Regions from separate parts of the Danio rerio genome. Here region 2 is linked to region 1. Evidence: chromatin contacts called from public HiCAR-type data. All regions are on one chromosome and are shown on one strand. Each heading gives the region's core, a stretch centred on a gene start, on an enhancer-like site or on the middle of the called end of the contact. The rest is flanking DNA. Distances are from core to core; before and after follow the strand shown.

The links. HiCAR-type assays count read pairs that join an accessible place to other places.
Region 2: a HiCAR-type map of caudal fin shows a contact between it and region 1, with 8 times the contacts expected there. The contact joins two enhancer-like sites. A contact is called at or near these places in 4 of 18 Hi-C or Micro-C datasets (caudal fin, embryo, fibroblasts and 1 more) and 1 of 4 datasets of contacts at active chromatin or transcription factors (caudal fin).

The regions. Positions count from the first base shown.
Region 1 is chr18:12,695,934-12,703,519 of GRCz12tu, reverse strand. All of the region lies in intron 2 of tspan9a (tetraspanin 9a), which reads left to right. Among named protein-coding and RNA genes, the nearest start is that of tspan9a, 150 kb to the left of the region's middle. Within about 2 kb of position 5,294, at least 5 of the 62 cell types and tissues checked have an H3K27ac peak or open chromatin away from gene starts, as enhancers often do.
Region 2 is chr18:12,895,322-12,902,188 of GRCz12tu, reverse strand. It overlaps LOC556054 (protein arginine N-methyltransferase 8-B), which reads right to left. Exons shown (of 10, transcript XM_003200433.7): 9 at 6,144-6,265; 10 at 4,208-5,001. The coding sequence ends at 4,918. Among named protein-coding and RNA genes, the nearest start is that of cracr2aa, 46 kb to the left of the region's middle. Within about 2 kb of position 4,863, at least 5 of the 62 cell types and tissues checked have an H3K27ac peak or open chromatin away from gene starts, as enhancers often do.

The sequences.
Region 1 (7,586 bases), core at 4,045-6,544:
CGTCTGCGGCGTGTAATGAAACAGAGCGAAACACCTCCCACTGTGAGATGATGATTCTGTCAGAATTACATTTGCCAGTTCTGTGTGTTCTCGTATTGTCTGAGAATGAAACATTTTGAAAAAAAAACAGACGGTCCCTTAGGGACCGTAATCATATAAAAATCCCTTTTCCTCACCTTTAGCTTCAAGCTTTCAGAATGAGATTTGCAAAACTATTTGGATTAACATTAATTCATTTTTATTACTGTGTAGTTCACTTTTACAGTAATGAATAGCTACTCTACTGTTTGGTCAAATAAATGCAGCCTTGCTTTTAAATTGAATTAAAAGCCAACAACCCCAATCTTTTAAACAGTACTGCATTTTGTATTATTTAAAATCAGTTTATGTGCTTAAAAAATCATATTGTGACCCTTTTTAGTTAATGTTTGCTTGCATAATCAATTCTCACATGTTTCATTCAATTAATTATAGCCTCATCAATCCATTTGTCAATCCCCAGAAGTCCTGTTTTTTATTTATGACAAAGATGAATAGAGAAAAAAATTCAGAATAACAATTTAGATTCATGCTTCTTGGGTTGGAGAGCAAATAACCAACTACAAACTAGGTCAGTCAGTCTAGTGCCTATCATTACTACTGTACCTACAGTTGTGTGGCCTGCAGTAATGATTTGGGGCAAAACTTTAAAATAAAACTATAAAAAAAAACAAAATATTTGAATTGCACATTGTTAAATACACACTACTAAAACAACAACAAAAACCTAGTGGCTTTTAGATGCTTGTGCAACATACTGTGCCAAAATACAATATATTGTTCCTTTACTGAATGCAAAATTTAACTACGATAATATTATTACATTTTGAATACGCAATCTGACATCAAGCATCAAATCACTGACCTTTTTTTCCTGAAAATATTTCCAAACAAAGTAACAACAATATTAATTTCTCAGCGCAACACAGTGTTCTTTTCTTTGAATGAATCAAGCCTTCAAGTGAATCAAGCAAATGATTCAATGATCCAGTCAATGATCCAGTCATCCAGTCAAGAAAACACTTGTTCCTGTCAGGATTCTGCCATCTCGAACTTGTCAGTTCTTCTTCAGAGATTTGTACCCGGGGATCAATAATGGTACTTCAAAGGTACTTTTTAGGTACATTTGGGCACTAATATTTAATTTCGATACAAATATTTAGAGACAAATATGTATCCTTTGAAAAGGTGCTGTCCCAGTGACAGCTCCTGTACCTTTATTTCTGAGAGTGCAGCGGCGCCCCTGGTTATTAGTTACTAGCATAGTTTCATATTATTTATTCCTGACAGTCATTCACCAGGTGCACAAAAACATACACAGCAAATTATTGTCACAGAAAACATCCCAAATGTTATCAAGATTTTGTTTTTGTCTGTATTGAACACCTTGTACACAGTAAGCATTTTCAAGTGCACAAATTATATCACGGAATTGCATTTTTGCACTTTAATTATTATTCTTATACCTGCTATTGAAGAGTGCTTTTGTCAGCTTTGTGAGAAATAAATATGGCATTCACTGTTGCACACCACGATTGACTCCATCTTAATGAATGTGTGTGTTTAGTTAAAAGATTACTTGCCAATTGCCATGTAGCAGATATATTTCATCCAATTTAGTCTAGATTGCAGGGACCGTCCCATTGGAACATGCGGCAAAGCTCACTGTGTTCTCCAGCAATAGGGAACCTGCAACATTTCTGTTAGCAGTCCAAACTATTACCCATAAAGCTACACCCACCTTTGTGTTTTCTTTTTGCTTTGACCTGATGTGTTTGCTTTCACATGTCCATCGCCTCAAAGCTCACGTTCAGGAATTGGGTTTAACCTATTGACCTTCTCTTCATAAAGGTCCCCTTTCAGCAAATGTTTCCAGTCTGCTCTAATGTTTTCATTGCAGTTCTCGGTGAAGGTCAAAGTTGATGTCATGTTTTTTAGCAAGGAAGGTTTCTGCACAATCTGAGTTGAGAGTCTCTTGTGAATGAACACAGAAGCAGTGTGTTCTAGAGTGTACTCTCAGTAGGCTATCCAAACTCTGCCCGGGCACGTTTGACCCCAATATCCTGGTTCGTTTGACTACTGTGAGTGCTGGCCCTGGCGCAATTGGTAGAGGTTGTTCAGAGGGTGATTCAGATGGGCTTGCCTTGAGTTGAGTTCGGTTTGGTTTAAATGAGTGCAGGCATCCAGGCTTTAGGCAATGAAGACTGAATGAAGAGTTTGCTTAGTTGTACTGTATGTCCCTAATTCACCTTTGAGTTCTTTGTAGCCACTTTGTTGGCCTTTTTATGCTGGTAAATGCTGTATGATTGTGTTGCTGTGATGTTTTTGAAAGACATCTCTTAAAGGGACAGTTCACCCAAAACTGAAAAAATGGTCATCACTTTTTCACCCTTTATTGGTTCCAAACCTTTATGGGTTTCTTTAATCTGTTGAAGACAAAATAAGGGTGCTTTCACACCTGCCTTATTTAGTTCGATTGAATCGCACTAGAGTTCGTTTCCTCTTTTGGTACGGTTCGTTTGGGCAGGTGAGAATGCAGCAATCGTACTCAAGTGCGCACCAAAAGCGAACCAAATAAGCGTACTGAGACCTGCTTGAAGAGGTGGTCTCGGTACACTTTCAAACGAACCCTGGAGCATTTCGTTTGTGGTGAGAATATGATTCGTACTAAAACAGGTCAAACCGCAAAAAGTACTGCGCGTTTTGCAATAATTCAGCTGCCGTAGGCTGATGCGCTGTGCATTATGGGATATGGAGGAAAAATATTTGTTGACAGCGCTTTACCAACAGAGAGAGAGAGAGAGAGGAAAACATTACCTGATGGATCGTTGGTAATATTTCCGCAAGATGACCATGTCGCAGTTTAGCTAAATTAATTCACGTCTCCTCCTGAAGTGACGAGCGATGCATTAAACACTGTTTTCCAGCCGCGGCTTCATTTTCATAATGTATAGTTTGTCAAAAGCAGGGATACAATCAGCCAACGCAGTCGTCCCTCCAGAGTAAAAGGTTTTGTTTACCTGCGGGAGTTCACTGGCATTTTCCCGCACGTGAATTCTGACCAATCAATAAGCAGTTTAGGAAATATGTTCAACAACACCTGGCCAATGAGAGATGTGGAATTTGTCAGATGACTGCCTTTTGGTTCGTTTCAACTGGTTCGGACCAAAGCCAGCAGTGTGGCGTGAAAACGACCCAAAGACGGCAGAAGATGCAACAATGTATCATTTATTACCCTTGGTCCGGACCAAATGAAGCAAACTACAGATATGAAAGCACCCTAAGAAAGCTGGAAACCTGGGACCATTGACCCCCATAATCATTTGTTTTTCCTTCTATAGAGGTCTTCTATAAAGGTTGTCAGCCTTCTTCAAAATATCTTCTCAGAGTAAAGAAACTCGTAAAGATTTGGAACCACTCGAGGGTGAGTATAGTAAATAATTGGTCAACTATCACTTTACGCTCACTCACTATATCAAGTATTTTTTTTCTATGTATTGTTGTCATTTTGGGGTGATGTGTTGGCGCAGTACATAGTGCTGACGCTAAAAACAAATATGAGTGAACAGATCGCAAGCATTTAATAATAATAATAATAATAATTCCTTACATTTATATAGCGCTTTTCTGGGCACTCAAAGCGCTTTACATAGTGGGGGGATCTCCTCATCCACCACCAGTGTGCAGCATCCACCTGGATGACGCGACGGCAGCCATTTTTTTGCGCCAGACCGCACACCACACACCAGCTGATTGGTGGAAAGGAGACAGTGATGCAGCCAATTGAATATGGGGATGTTTAGGTGGCCATGATGGATGAAGGCCAGTGGGCAGATTTGGCCAGGATGCCGGGTTAAACCCCTACTCTTTTCGAAGGACATCCTGGGATTTTTAACGACCACAGAGAGTCGGGACCTCGGTTTAACGTCTCATCCGAAAGACGGATAATAATAATTTATATTATTGTAACATATTTAAATGCCATCTTTAGTAAATCAATTATATTTCTATCATAATATGTTATAATAATATTTTAATTGGATATCAGTGTTTAAAATAAAGGAAAATGGCAAGGAAGACTTAAGCATCCATTCAGAAGAAAAAAAAGGTCCAACATTAAACCCTCTAAAGCCATATAACCAGAAAGTATTTATCTTTGGACAATGCCAAAATATTTCTTTATCATTTTTCCAGCAGATACATTGTTCCAATCTACCTTTTTATTTACTTTTTTTTTAATTAACTAAGAATGTTAACTGTTCCAGCACATTTTACACAGCGTATGCCCTTCCAGCTGCAACCCAGTACTGGGAAACATCCATACACACTCATTCACACACATACACTACTGCCAATTTAGTTTATTCAATCGATCTATTCAGCATGTCTTTGGACAATGGGACCTGGAGGAAACCCATGCCAAGATGGGTTGAACATGCAAACTTAACACAGAAATGCCAACTGACCCAGCTGGTACTTGAACTTGCTGTGAGGTGACAGTGCCTACCACTAAGCCACCGTGTTGTCCCTATAAAATAATGTAAAATAGTAAAATAACATTATAAATGATAATTCTAATATATAAAATATATAATAATCATATAAAATAATTCATCCTATCGCTATCAAGCTAATTGCAATTTAGATTGCAAACGTTCAAAGTCAGTTTGTTTGAGCTGATCCACAAGTACTTGACAAAACCTCACTTTGTGCAAACTTTGACTCAAGGACGTTTCTCATCGTTAGCCAGCTACAAAAATGAATCCTGTTTTCCGTGTCTGGAGCTGCCGGACCCATTTCTCCTAATCTCGGTTCTAAATTTGGATTGAGCACACAGCACAGGATGGTGTTGCTCTATCAGGGGGAGCCAGAGAGGTTTGATCGTGAGATATAATGATGTTTACTGTGTAGTCTGAGTGCTCTCTGAGACCTAATGGTTTTGCTAAGTGCACATCCCACTGCATGCATGTCGCTTAATTTGTAACAAAGTTATGTGAGCCGTGTTTCCGATCTCTTTACATTCTCCAGCCACATGTTCTATCTCCAGCGAGGGAGTCAGACTATTGACATGAAACCCCACCATAGCATGTGTCAGATGACCAGGCTTGATTTAGCCAGGGTGTGGATGTACAACTGGACTATTCCCTGTTGGTTCCTCTGATTCAAGAGCTGTTTCTCGCGGCCTCTCATTGACCCGCGGCATGGATGTATCTTTAAGAGCAGGAACGCAACTCATGTTCTGGGGGGGTCAGTGTTGTTGACTCAGGCTGGATTGAGTCTTTGACCATGATCACATTTGCTGTGCTCAACTGTTGGGAAGGAGAGTGAGATTCCTAGTGCTTTATTCACTGGGGATGATACAGTATGGCATTTATAGGGTAAAGGCAGCTAAAGTGATTAGAGCTTGTGTAAACCCCTCATAATGTGGTAAAGTCGAGAAATGTGCCAGAAAAAGGTAGGAATTCATCTTTAGTGGCTATCTTTTATCTGATGCAGAGTCACTTTGGCTTGTGCTCTATATCTGGTTGTCTAAGCAGAAGTTGTCTGGGTTTCCTTGCATTGAGTGCCATCTAGTGATGATAAGCTGGCAGTATCTGTTCAGAATATTACAACCCCACAAAAGACTAAAATAGCCTTTTTTCACCTCCACAATATTGCATGCATTAGATCCTTTCATGACCACATGCTGAAAGGCCTTCATTCTATCTCTTCTTGATTTTTGTAATTCACTTTTTGGGGGTTTACCTGCAAATTCTTTCAGGAGGTTACAGGATATTTAGAATTCACACACCTTCAAGCCTTCACATTACTCCTGTTCTTCAGCAACTTCATTGGTTACCTGTTAAGTTGTGTATCAATTTTAAGATTCAGAAAAAGCAGTACATGGGCTAGCTCCTGATTAATTTTGTCATCTTGTGTCTCTTTCTACTCCTGCTCGCTGTCTTCGCTCTGCTTCAGGACTTACCTTGCTCCAGCCACGTTGCAGACTTGATACCATGGATGATAGGGCCTTTTCGTACCGTGCGCCAAAATTATGGAATGCATTACTCATAACAAGGGCCAGACAGAATCTGTGGACATTTTTTTTTGCTACACTGTATTTCTGCTGAAAAGTTCGTAAAAAATCTGTGGATTTATGCTGATTGATTCTGGGAATATCATAACTAAAAACTTAATATACAGTATGAAGTTATAACACCTTTTTAACTTTTATTTAATTTTTACAATGCAAATCCTATAAGAACCACTTATTTGGTAAACAAAGCAAGTCTCTTATAAAATATATCCACTACAAGACAGAAAATATGACTTTACAAAATGTATTGTAAATACATCTTATAAATGTTTTCACTTTTTTATAAATGTTTCAACAATATTGCTGAAATAAATTTAAAAACTGAATTAATATACATTTACACAAGTAAATAGACTCAATGATGGGCAAAAAAAAAAATGCAGATTTCTTCGTGCAGAGATTTCGTGTGGGCCTACCCATTATTATTAGGAATGCTAGGAGTTTCTTTGGATTGTTTTAAGAATAAACTCAGTCGGAAGGATGAGAGAACAGAAACTTATTGTGAGAATAATTTTACAGAGTTGCGCACATTGCGTCTGCGCAGCCGGTGCATGAATGAGGCGCTTACATCACTGAGACACAGCGCTCCGGTATATACTGACACTTCCAAAACAGAAGCAAATAGCGAAGAAATGTCTGTACAATGTTTCATTGAGCCTTTATTAATTTAGAATTTCAGGTAGGTCCACTTTGTGTGTGAAGAGCAGGTAATAATCCTCTCTACTCCAGCAATGAACCTTTTGCAGGTCAAAATGAACACTTATAATGCAAAACTAAATGCGACACGCAGTTTGTATTGTGAATGAATAGAGAATGATTGACAGGAGCAGCGGTAGGAAGCACTGAATTAAACATGAATTTAAGCACTTGAATATTCATCTGTGCTTCACATTAAGCTATAGAATTGCTTCAGAACATTTAGGATATAGTATAGGCATACATGGCAACTTCTTAGTGCCTTATAATAGTCTTCCTTCATGGGTTTTGTTGGATTTTAAATTATACAGAATATAGGGCATGTGCAAGATCAGATTTGGATCAGATAATATGCGGTATTAAACCGATTTACGATCTAAGCATCGGAATTGGTGCATCCCTACTTTGAAAATGTTTATTGTAATGCAAAAAAAATTTTTTCAAGAAAGTACTTAAAATATATACTTTTTAAGATGAAAAACAACTTTTTTTCCTGATCGAATTCAGAAACATGTATAGAGAGTGATTTTTTTTGGTATTAAAGAAAGAACCCAGCACTCTTTTCTCATGCATTTTTTATTACAGCTTTTGCCTCAATGGCTTTGTTTTGAGGAAAGAATTCAACAGGTTATTAGGAGGAAATGGAAATCCTTTAATTTACGGTTAAAAAAAAATCTTGTCTTATGGTATGTGTGATGTTTCTAGTGAAGATATCATCTAGCAGAACCTCTGAAGCTCGCGCAAAAAAATCAATACCGGTCAAATTGAAATCTGT
Region 2 (6,867 bases), core at 3,614-6,113, 200 kb before region 1:
ACACATTATTTATTATTTTCTTATTTTTATTTGTTCATTGTAAGTGGTGTTGTTTATAGTAACTAAAAATATATTATTTGGAAAAAGTAAAATTTGCTTCACTGTTCTATTATTTTGTAACATTTGTAACATACCGTATACCGCGAAACCGTCAAACCGTGGTATTGTTTTAGACGATTATCATACCGTGAAAAATTCATACCGTTACAACCCTAGTTGAGGTTCATACTCAGATTATTGACGTCTCTGTGAGCAGAAGTTGAACCATAGAATTTTTTTAGCTTATAAATGTTCATAATTCTGTGGCATGTGCAAGCATGTTATTATGTTACTTTTAATAATGGATTAAACATTGGTTAATATCAATGAATTATATTATTTTATTACAGGTTTGCCATATCTTCTCTGGGCCACTTTAGGCTCAAATCCACATTAGCCATAGCTTACAGTGCCAAATATTCGCCTTAAGTGGCCCACATATGTTTTATGATAACTGGGTCACATTTTCCATATCTTCTCTGGGCCACTATAGGCTAACGGCTGCATTAGCCAGAGTGTACTTTTGCCAAATATTTGCCAAAAGTGGTCCACACATGTTTTAAAATAACTGGGCCACATTTGCCATATTTTCTCTGGGCCACATTAGGCTCACAGCCGCAATAGCCAGTGCTTACTATGCCAAATATTTGCCAAAAGTGGCACACATATGTCTTAAGATAACTGAGCCACATTTGCACTTACACGTGTGAGCCACTTTAGGTTTTAACCCAGATTACCCTAAATGACTATGCCACATTTTTGCCAACTGTGGCCCACATTTGTCCTCCATCATTTGAGCCAAATGTATCATTTTTCACATGGGTCACATTGGGCTCACATTCAGATTACATTTTGCTGTAAGTGCCAGATCTTTCCCCTAAATGGCCTATGTATGAATGAAACATTTTGGACCTCTTTGTTATTTTACAGGTGGGCCACTTCAGGCTCAAATTCATTTTGTCTGGGATGAAGGAATACCAGCAGTGCAGCATAACAACATTCGTATGCTAACTGGGGCTGTACGCAATGCAAAATGTAGCACTGGTTTCATTCCCTGCTTCAAGTAGATGATATTAGTGGGCTATTTTGTATTATATGACATGCAGGCTATAGTGAAAAAAAGTTTGAGGGTTATTTTGAACACAGCCCTACAGTCTTATCAACAGATGCTAGTCTTTTCACATTCACTAAAAGCAACAGCATTTGAGGCTTAAACAATGACAAATAATGTTGCAAAATGCAGCCATCATTAATATAATTCTTACCTTTTTAGTCTGTCCAGAAAACAACAGTGCGAGAGAGCCTTTGTGTAAATATGTCATGTGCTATTTTCGTCCAATCAGCGACACTCATGCTACGGGTATTCAAATAAGCAGGTGAACTCAACTTTGTACACTATGAAAGAGCAGTTGGGCTTTACACACTGAGTTTTATCCAGGGTTATTATTTTAAACCCCAGGTAAAAGAGAAGCTTGCTAAGAAGTAAATGCTTAACAATTGACAGATTCACATGCCTCTTTTCAACATGTTGGACAGTTATGAAAAGACTGTAAGCTGGATGTAAACAGCTGTGGCATCATTTATGGGGAAAATTGTCAGTATGGAAACAACTTTAAGCCTAATGGAAAGTATATTTACTGAATCGTTGATCTGCTTTGCTAAAACATCAAAAATGATTTTGCTGCTTGTTCAAACTGCTTATTTAAAATTAGTTATTATTACACAACTTGATTTATGTCCACTTGAATTTGTTTAAAGGGATCAAGTTAACGTAAGCAATTTGCGTTGGGGCACCATGAAGGAATTTTTTTTTACAGTGTCATTCACCGTGAAGTTATGAAAATGTAATTTTGTGCATAACAGAGTTCATTTTGAATGCCGTAGTTTTCCATTTCAGCCACAGCTTTAATGTATAGTAGGGGGCGGGACACATCAGTTACTAAAGTGCATTCGATTGGTCAGCAGATCTGAAGAGAAGATGAAGTGCTTGACGGATTTATAAAAAAAGCTGGAAGTTTTGAATGCTTTTATCTTCTAATTGAAATGCAAATTTTCACACTAGCTTAACCTTAAAGTCCATGTGAAAACGATCAATGTTTATTTTGCTAGCGCATATTGTTATTATTTAAGCGAAGAATTAATATGTGCAAGGTAATAGGCTACAGTGAAAATAAAGATAGTTTTGGAAATATTCAATTTAAGTCTGACTATTTGCTTCTGTGTTTGGAGTGGTGCTGCTTCTCTGTTGATGTCAGTTTAATGGCTTCATCCCTAATGTTCTTAACCAGTGCAAAAACAAAGCCCCACCCCTACTCAATATTCTGTATCATTTGGAAGTACATCAAGAAACTAAAAGAAAAGTCTGAGAAGCTTCCAGTTCACTCACAATAAAATAACCTTACAATTAACAATATAATACTGTCTAATACCCCCCCCCCCCCCCAATGGAAAAACAGTAGGGCTTTCTAACTTCATTTAACCCCATAATGTAATGGTTCACACTTAACAGTCATTTTCTGTTTACCCAGGGTTTAGATTGACCCAGAATTAACCACTTCAAACATGGAAAGCTCAAGTTATTCACACTTTTCCAATCCTGCACAATATCCCACCAACAAATCAGACTACAGTTAAAACGGATGAATAACTCCAGTTAAAAACATGATATGGAACAGTTGATATGGGAAACGTGCTTTGCTAGTGAGCTGAATGTCTTTGGTGATGACTAGAACAGTATAATCAGCTGTGACGGAGGGGGTCACAGATGGACCGGGACACGTCCCAGTCATGGCCTTGGCAAAGATTCTAATAAGAGCACAGGTGAAGAGCAGCAGGTGCCATCAAGAGCTCACCGCAGACACAGCCAACAGTCCACATGGCAGTTTGATATGTATTATGTGCTGATTCTCTATCTCGCTTTCCATCTCTGTGCTCAGCCAGTACGAGGATGCAAAGTGGAAAATGTAATTATCACGCATCATAAATACTAAACACGGCAGTCATACTAATGCTACTAGTAAATCAAATTCGGCTTGTAATTTAGGTTATTAAATTCTCAATCTTTTTTATCTTTTATTTTTAATCTGTATTCGTAGGTTTGATTTCACCAATGCCCTCGATCATTTCATGAATGATGGGTCATTCTCAGGAAATAGTGTTCATGTGCTGTAATCCATAAAATGATATTGAATTTATATTAGAAAAATAACTTCTCATCAAGACACTATTGCAGTTTTTATTACTAATTTAATTAAAGTTTTATTCAGAATTTCTGTTTTCAGTTCAGTTTGAAAGTTGGTCATTTTGTTTTGTATTGTAGTCACTGATCTATAATTGTTATTCTATAAAGAGCAGTGGATTTAGTTGTTTCTGTAGAGTTTTTGTTCATTTTTATTTTTGTACATTTGTTGAAATTTAATAAAATAGGAGCTTTTATATTTTATTTAATTTTAATGTTTATTATATTTGAATGTTTTCCATATTATTTTAAAATCAACTATAATCCTGGAGTGTAATGCTTGAAATTGAAGCAAATGTAATATAATATAATATAATATAATATACTAGATAATATAATATAATATACTAGGGGCGGCATAATGGCTCAGCGGTTAGCACTGTCGCCTCATAGCAAGAAAGTTGCTGGTTCAAGTCCTGGCGGGGTCAGTTGGCATTTCTGTGTGGAGTTTACATGTTCTTCCCACGCTTGCATGGGTCGCAGTACTGTCAGTACTGCTGTCAGTACTGGGTTGCAGCTCAGAGGGTATCCGCTGTGTAAAACATATGCTGGAATAGTTGGTAATTCATTCCACTGTGGCGACCCTTGATAAATATGTCACTAAGCCGAAGGAAAGTGAATATATAATATAATATAATATAGTATAATATAATATAATTAAATTAATTAATTTTCTTGTCGGCTTAGTCCCTTTATTAATCTGGGGTCGCCACAGCGGAATGAACCGCCAACTTATCCAGCACGTTTTTAAGCAGCGGATGCCCTTCTAGCCACAACCCATCTCTGGGAAATAATATAATATAATATAATATAATATAATATAATATATGAATATATATAATTTATATATAATTAAATATAATTTTGAACACAACTTGTTCCACTGCATTCTCATCTAATCACACATGTGTGTGTTTGCTTCATGAAGCTCAATAATTTGTTTTTGTCCATCTTGGTGAAAAGTCAATCATTGTGATTAAGTTTTTACGCAGCTTGTTTGTTTTGTTCTCAGCACAAACCAAAGAAATAATGCTCAAATTAAAGCATAACCCAGTGATACTTAAGTTAGCAGTAGATTAAACCCTAACATTTACAAGTGAATAAAAAAATAAAACTGCACCATGTCCTGAGAATAACCTGAATGTTAAGATCACTTATCTTATTGCATTAAAATAGCTAAAGTCCAGCACCAATTCAGTTCGAATACATTATATCTAGAGTTATTCTATTAACAAACTATGTTAAATTAAAATATCCTAAAGTTCTTTGAAGCAATATCCTTCAACATGAACACCTCAAATCACATCTCAAATAGAAAAGCAAAGAAACCCTAAACTTACACTTAACATTCATAAAAACATGACATTCTTTTGTTTTCAGTGGGCTGTTAGTCATATTTGGCCCCTGGACAATCGGAGAGATGGCGAAATAGTGCAGGTTATGGTTAGCGAAGGCAAGGCTGCTATTGCTATCCGCTCCAAAAAGAAATAAATGAAAAAAAACTGGCACGTCTCTCAGAGCGAACAGCTTGTGTTCTGGTCTTTCTCTATGTGTGTTTTCCAGCAGCAGCAGCTTCAGCTGTGATGGAGAGCTGCTCTTCTGCTTCTGCTTCTCTGAATGCTCTGCCCTCTGCTGGACACTTAACGCATCTTATAGTCGTGCGCGATTGCGGCCTCACAGAGCTGACCTTTAAAATCCAGCTCAAACGTAAAGTCCAGATCACGCTGGAGAGGAAAAGAAGAAACGATAAATGCCATCATCATTACACTAACTAAGCTGTAAAAATAAACTTCAATTCACTTATACTCAAAAAGTTTAAAGTAAGTAAATACTTTAATTCAGTGCACAGACAGTTGAAGTCAGAATTATTGCCTCCTGGAATTATAAGCACCCATTTATTTTTTTCCTCAATTTCTGTTTAGCGGAGAGATTTTTTTCAACACATTTCTAAACATAATAGTTTTAATACCTCATCTCTAATAATTTTATTCTTCCCATTATGACAATAAATAATATTTGACTAGATATTTTTCAAGACACTTCTACACAGCTTAACGTGACATTTAAAGGCTTAACTTAGGTTAATTAGCCAGGTTAGGGTATTTAGGCAAGTTATTGTATAACGATGGTTTGTAATAAATGAACAAAAGATAATTTCACTTCATAAAAAATTATAATCTGAAAAATAATCTAATATTGTACTATAATAATAACAACAATAATAATTACAATAATAATGATAATAATAATAGTCTAGAAAGTAGGGCTGCACAATATATAATTTCAGCATTAATATCACAATGTGTGAACTTGCAAAAGTCACATTGCAGGATCTGCATTGTCAAATTTGGATTATAATTAACCAGAAACTACAGTTCAGAGCACATGATCTGTTTACAAAGTTTAATCCTATAATGGCGTGAAAGATTATTTATTTTGACGTGTATGTCTATGATTAAGATTTCAAGTGAATTTAAAGCATTTGAGCTAAAAAGAAATAATGTTTTCCACTTTTACAAAGAAGGATTGTGTTTATTTATACAATGAATACTACAGTTATTTTACATTTGATTACTGAATTTCTAAACCTTAATACTGTTACTTAGTTACTGTTAATTAGTTGATTTTATGTAGTTTTGGGTATTTTGTATATTTTTTATTTTTGATATTATTTATCTTGTAAAATTATATTCATATCACAATATAAATCACAGAAAAAAATATATTGCAATGTCCACTTTTTCCAACATCGTGCAGCCATACTAGAAAGCATATTATTAAGCTGGCATACAAAAAAAAAAAAAACATACAAGCAAGGAAAGTTCTGGAAAGCATTATTTTTAGGATTAGTTTTAGGGGCTCTTACTACGTTCTTCTCATTTGGCTTCATGCTGACGGTGCCGACAATCTCCTCTCCTCTTTTCACAGTCAGATACTCCTCCAGATAAAACACCGTCTGCTTCCAGTGTGTGAAAGGGGCATCTGGTGCTACGATGAAGTAAACAGAAGAGAAACTAAATAAAAATAACATTTAATGTAGAATTTATTTACTAAAACACTTGATTCAAATTGGTCAGTTACTGCATTCTGATTGAAAATACAGTTGAAGTAAGAATTATTAGCCCCCCTGAATTATTTGCCCTGTTTATTTTTTCCTCAATTTCTGTTAAATGGAGAGAATATATATATTTCACATATTGATATATATAACATATTTCATAATTTAGCGCTTTTCAATATGTAAATCATTGTAACTAGTTCATATATTTGCTAGTATCTATTCAAGGCATATAGTTGCATTAAATTTCAGTTTTGCGATAGTTTTTTATTGTAATGGTCTTATCGGTATACATTAATGTACAGTTTTATCACAATATTGGCATAAGCTGCAAAAAAGAAAAGATAAAAAAGAACTCTATTTTAGTGTTGCCTTATTGTACATAAATAATGATAAAAAAAACATGTTTCAAACTAATTACAATTGCACAAGGATTAAAATGTATGAGAGGTAACATAATCCGATCTGATTAACAAACGTTATAGTTAATTCATCTATAATTTGTTAAAGTTCAGTTATAATTTGTTAACCA